Linked DNA regions of Rattus norvegicus: region 2 is linked to region 1. The links are chromatin contacts, called in public Hi-C maps. All regions are on one chromosome and are shown on one strand. The core of a region is the stretch at or near the end of the contact, and the rest is flanking DNA. Distances in the headings are between cores, read along the strand shown. Region 1 overlaps LOC120100839 (a long non-coding RNA gene). Region 2 has its middle 290 kb from the start of Veph1.

Region 1 (3,072 bases), core at 396-2,895:
GCAGGCAGGATCACCAAAGCTTAGAGCAACAACGGAGCACCTTCTATTCACAGAGTTACTGTCAGAGTCGAGTTTTGTACCCAGACAGGCTGAGCTCAAACGTCTTCCTTCTCCGCTCTGCTGTGCCTCTTAAAAGTCATTCAGTGGGTCAAGTTTTCCAGACCCGAGACCATCAGCTTGACTGGTCCAAGTTCCGCTTCCCATCTGCCTATGTTCCCATCCTTTTTTCCGTAAAGTGCCTCCTTCAGCCAAGAGGCTCTTTACAATGAGGCACAGGATTTGATTATTGGCTTCTTTCAGCCTTGCCCACCTTCAATTTCAGGGATCCCGATCACAACGCAGTTCTACCAACCTTACATGTTCCACAAGGGGGCACTGTCTGACCATAAAGCTGTGGTGTTTTTGCCTGTAGGCTAAAATACAACCAGAGTCCCCCTAATGTTTTCATTCTGTTATAAGAAATGACCTTATTCAAGCTACGTGCCTCATTGTTATTTCACGGAGAGGAAACAAAAGTAAAAAAAAAAAAAAAGGAAACCATATAATGTTTGTGAACTGCTTTACCATAATTCATTCACGAGGTTTCTGTTAGGCTGTATGGAATCCATTAAGCAGGATATTGAAGCTTATGAATGGAAACCTAGTAATTCCTCTTTAATAACATGAGTATCTTTATTTCTTAAACTTTATTAGGCACTTACTCAAAACATTACTGAAAAACGCTTGTTAATAATATGAATGATGATTTTGATTCCGTTTGCATTATTACTGTGTCTAAAGGCCCCAAACACCAAGTCTGGATTATTCACGGAGGCTGGGAAAATGGCTGGCATTTGAAAGTAAATCTTTGTGCCGGAGCTTAAGTCCATCTTGACACTTCTCACCAACGCTTGTGTGGAAGGTAGAGGCGCCCACCACAGTGATCTTTTTGTGCAGCAGACGCTCACACGTGAGCCTTCAAGAGGTAGTCACCTCTGAGGGTCACGAGTGACTGTGCTTGGCTTTCTATGGGAATAAATGGAAGGAAACAACAAACATGAAGGTAAATTTACAGCTCAGTCTATCTTGTCTTCCTACTGGTTAGACTTCTGAAGATGGGATTAGTGTGTCCTAGTCTACCTCTGTACTGCCGATGAAAAAATCCAGAAAGATTTTTGATTAACATTTGGAAATACACCCAAGAAATCTACTAAAGCTCTTGGGATTTCACAGCAGAGTGATTTAGTATATGAGAATTGATCAGGACTCAGGAAGATCCCCTTACTTGAAAATTTAAAGAGAACCTTCATCCTGCATGGGATGGAGGCCGGTGGCAAAAAGGCTCAGTCAGGTCTGAGGAGGCTCATCTTGCTGGTCAACCTCTGTGCAGCAGAGAGCTATGTATTCCTGCCAGAAAAGGGCTCTGTGTAAACAAACCAGAAATCTAGCTGGAAGTTAAATTAAAAAAATATTGAAGTTATTTTGATAAAAACCTAATTCAATTGCTCTCATTTAAAGTGACTTGGTATGTCTAGAGACACAGGTGACTTTGAAGGCCATCTCTAGTGAAGACTCTCATGATTACATCTTCTCGGACCTCTCCTCTGACACATGGCCTCTGACTCATCTAAATTCCTCCTTGAAAATCCCATGGAGGAGGTGACTCAGCCATACCAAAGCAAGTAAGTCCACAGTGGAACAAACTGAGGCTCACCGCAGCTCTGAGAAAGCCCATCCTCCAGGCTCACTGTTTGCCTGAATCAGGAGTGGTCCTGATATGTACTCAATCACTAGGACCAGGGACCTCAGAGTCATCTCAGCACCCAACACCGGCTCTTCCAAAGCTTGAATGCATTGGTCCCCCTGACTCCATATCTAAAAGCACATCTTTTTTTATTTTCTTCCGTCTCATGTTTCAATTTATTTGCAGGTCTCTGCCTCTGGCCTGACTCCTGTAGCAGCCTGTAATTGAGTCCTGTTTCCTTCCCTAACAATGCAGCTCTATACAGAAACAGTTACTATCAAAATATAGATTTGATTGTAGAGCCTTCTGTTTAAAACCCTTTCATAGCTCACTGTACACAGCCTAAAATCCAAATCTGAACCCATGATCATGGTCCACAGAGGCCTATAAATTCTGTCTTGTCTTTTGGCTGGTATGACCTTACGTGTTACCACACTACTAGATTAGTGAGTTGCAAAATTTTTTTTTAATCTTTATTAACTTGAATATTTCTTATTTACATTTCGACTGTTATTCCCCTTCCCAGTTTCCGGGCCAACATCCGCCTAACCCCTCCCCATCCTCTTCTATATGGGTGTTCCCCTCCCCATCCTCCCCCCATTACCGCCTTCCCCCCCACCCGAGTTGCAAAATTCTTACCTAGCATGACTTGTGATGTTTCTCCAAGACATCTCTGATCCCCTATCTAGAGGCTCAGTGCTTACATCCTAATTCCCCACTTACCCCTTCCTGACATCTTCTCAGCCTATTATTTATTAACTTATTTTCTATTTATTTTCTTTCTCTTCAACAATGCAACCCTCAAACCTAGCTCAGTAAAACTCACTATGCATAGCAGGTATACAAAAAGCATGACTACTTGAATAATAGAACTTGTCTACAACTCTCAATGTCTTAGCTAGAGTTTTACTGCTGTGTACAGACACCATGACATGACCAAGGCAACTTTTATAAGGACATCATTTAATTGGATTGGCTTAGGGGTTCAGAGGTCTATCATCCTCAAGGCAGAAGCATGGTAGCATCCAGGCAGGCATGGTGCAGGAGGAGCTCAGAATTCTACATCTTCATTCGAAGGCTGTTAGTGGAAAACTAACTTCTAGGCAGCTAGGGTGAGGGTCTTAGGCTCATGCCTACAGTGACACACCTACTCCGAGGCCACATCTCCTAAGAGTATCACTCCCTGGGCTAAGCCTATACAAACCATCACACTCAATTCTTTCAAAATAAAAAACAAAAGAAGTTCCTATTTTTCCTCTACTACTTCGAAATACCAAATGTGTAGTGCTTATATGGTGATTATCTGGAGACCTCTTATGTTTCCTGTGGACATCAGAACCCACTGAGAC
Region 2 (3,072 bases), core at 217-2,716, 250 kb after region 1:
CTGGAGAAACGCGTGCTATTTCCATGCATTCCCAGTCATCTGCCTTTAGAAAATTCAGCGGAGACCCCGACAATAAAGGTTAGACTTGTAGTGTCACAGCAGAAAGGCAAGCAACTTGAACTTGCCTTCAGCATACCAAACAGACTGCACTTCACAAGAGCTGTAGCTCGCCGAGCCATCTGAAGACGCACAGCAGAAGAGCTCTGAGGGGTGACGGTCTGGACTTGTACTTACAGTGTCTCCGAGTGTCTGTTTTCATTTAGATAGCAATCCAGATACCACTTTGCGTAACATTCCGGCTCTGGTTTTTCTTTTTCTTTCTTTTTTTTATTTTCTTTTTTTAAAGCTGTTTTTACCAATTGTCTTTACCAAATATCGAATTTTCAGATGTTTACTGATGCTCTAGAATAGTTCAAATCATCTGAAAGAATAGAATCCAAATGGGGGGAAAATCCCAATGGGATGCTTATGAAAATTCTTGTGTTTTATGCAGAGAAATGCTCTAAAATGGAAAAAAATTGTTCTGCCCGCATTTACTATGAAAGGAGAAGTTATCTGTCGTTTGGAATGAATTATGTCATTGTCCTTCTCTTGTTCCTCATTTAGGCCAGAGGCCTATATCAAATGCATTAGATCAGAGTGTAATCATCTTTATAACTAGGTATAGTCTTTTTTTTTTTTTAAGCTCTAAAAATTTTCCTAGCACAATGACACCAGCCCCTCTGTGAGTCAACTGTCATTCCAGGGATTTATGGTAATTCCTCTTCTTGAGCAAAAAGGAAGCTAATTGAAACAAACTCCGCACTCTGTACTAATGCCATTGGAATACAGTGTGCGCTGCCAGTCACAAAGTGACGTGGAAAATGAGGCTGTTCTCAACAACACCACGGCCTCTCAGTTTTATGTATTTTTTAATTTCCTCTATGGAAAATCTGGTCTTCATAAAAGAACTGCTAGAGAAAAATGTGGAAAAAGTTGATTCATTCCATATTTACATTCTTTCTAGTACCTGGAAGTGAACCAAAGACTAAAGTATGCCAAAAAAGAAGTTAGTTAAGTCATTTAGAAAACTCATCTTCCCCCAGGCCAAAGGACAAAGTGCCCTGGTAAAGGTCTGCCTTGAGAATGCAAAGCACCCTCTCCCTAAGGAGACCTGGCTCCCTCACCTCTCCTCCAGCTTCGACGAGGCGAGGCGAGGAGGCGAGGAGGCGAGGAGGCGAGGAGGCGAGGAGGCGAGGAGGCGAGGAGGCGAGGAGGCGAGGAGGCGAGGAGGCGAGGAGGCGAGGAGGCGAGGAGGCGAGGAGGCGAGGAGGCGGGCCTTAAGAAACGGCTGATTCTCCTTCTTGCACAATCTAACCCCACAAACCTCCCCCAGCCTGGGAGTTAGTGTCATCCAAATCCCCAAATTCCTCTTCTGATATATGAACAGATCAAGGCACTTAGCACAAATGAGTCCAACTGCAAGGAAACACCAAGTTTCGGGACAGAGTCTCCGGAAGGCCTCGGGCTTGATCTGCTAATGCTATTGCCAGTTTGCTTTGAAGAGCGGAACAAAATGAAAGCAAGGTGTCTCGCTCACGAGCGGAGGGCGGCCAGTACCTTGCAAAGCTGCCAGATGCCTTTCCCATCCCGCTTGTCGTTAATAGCTTCATTTCATTTCATCTGCAGAGAGAGAGAGAGAGAGAGAGAGAGACAGAGAGAGAGACAGAGAGAGAGACAGAGAGAGAGACAGAGAGAGAGACAGAGAGAGAGACAGAGAGAGAGACAGAGAGAGACAGAGAGAGACAGAGAGAGAGCGCGCTGGAAATGGCATTACTGGTTTTCAGTTATCCAAAAACTTTGGAGCATTGAGAAAGCTGTTACACAAATGTGGCTTTCTCTTGAGGAAGCCAGGGTCACGGGGGTCACAGTGCAATACAGGTCGTGGCTTGTGACTTGCACAGGTAGCAAAGCTGCATCCAAAACAAGACAGTCTTTCCTAATATGCATATGGAGACAAAAATGACCTCTCATCTCAGGAAAGGGAAAGAAATATTGACTCCAAGGTGATGGCCAAGACAGCTCTCAGAAATGTGAGGGTGAAGATTGGTAAGGTGGCTCAATGGGCAGAGCCACTTATAGCACAAAACCCCAGAGACTGGAGCTCTATCCTTAGAGCCCACATAAAGGTAGAAGAACAGAACAAACATCACAAGTTCACCTGACCTCAGCATGGGCACTGGCGATCCCTACATATGCTATACTTTCCTAGTTCTGAGAGTTCAAATTTAATGCTTTCTCGGTGGCAAGCACCTCCCGTCCTCTCATCCATTCCCAGCCCTTCACTGAACTTCTTGGTGGAGTTCAAAACTTGTCGCAGAAACCATATCTATCACCAGACGTGCCCCCAGTTGCCAGTTCAGTGTGTGCTCTTTCAGCTCTGTGTACGGGCCCATGAGCTCGCCCATCTCATTAAAGAAATTCCTTTATCTTAATTACTGCACCATCCTGTAAGATCTCTAAAGATGGAGGTTACATTTTATTCTTTCTATACGTCATAGGCCGTGTCGCGCATATAGATGTTGCTCGATAAGTAGACCTCATAGCCCAAGTAAATTCCACCCAAGTGTTTACTCTTTGTACTCATTCACACTCTGAGTTTTCTAAAGTCTGTCTGGCTCACTGTGATCTTCAAAGGCTTGGACAATCCATGTACAAATGTTCGGGTGAAGCTATTAAAAGCTAATAATGAAAACATCACTTTTTAAAAGAATAGCAAAAGCTAATACTATTTAATATAATCTATTTCACTGATATTCACAAACTTTCATGTATTAATTATTTATACCCATGTCCCAATAGCCTTCCTATTTTTTAATACATTAAGCAACAGCATTATAATTTAAGAAGCCTATCATAACTATGTTTTTTAAAAAATTGCAGTCATAATACTGCAAGTTCTTTTTGAAAAGAAATAAGATATGAATAATTAAAATTAAAAAGTGTCTGCCATCTCAACAAATCTGTCCCTCTTTATGTTTCCCTTTTCCACTTTTATTTCTTCAGAAACATAATTTTTACAGTAATAATCGA

The links. A called contact is a pair of places that touch in the nucleus more often than the background predicts.
Region 2: a Hi-C map of the Rat2 cell line shows a contact between it and region 1, with 4 times the contacts expected there. The contact joins two enhancer-like sites. A contact is called at or near these places in 2 of 12 Hi-C or Micro-C datasets (the A7r5 cell line and the Rat2 cell line).

What each region holds. Positions count from the first base shown.
Region 1 is chr2:152,880,231-152,883,302 of GRCr8, forward strand. The region is part of intron 1 of LOC120100839 (a long non-coding RNA gene); the gene reads left to right. Among named protein-coding and RNA genes, the nearest start is that of Veph1, 34 kb to the left of the region's middle. Within about 2 kb of position 1,646, at least 6 of the 93 cell types and tissues checked have an H3K27ac peak or open chromatin away from gene starts, as enhancers often do.
Region 2 is chr2:153,134,780-153,137,851 of GRCr8, forward strand. No RefSeq gene overlaps it. Among named protein-coding and RNA genes, the nearest start is that of Veph1, 290 kb to the left of the region's middle. Within about 2 kb of position 1,467, at least 2 of the 93 cell types and tissues checked have an H3K27ac peak or open chromatin away from gene starts, as enhancers often do.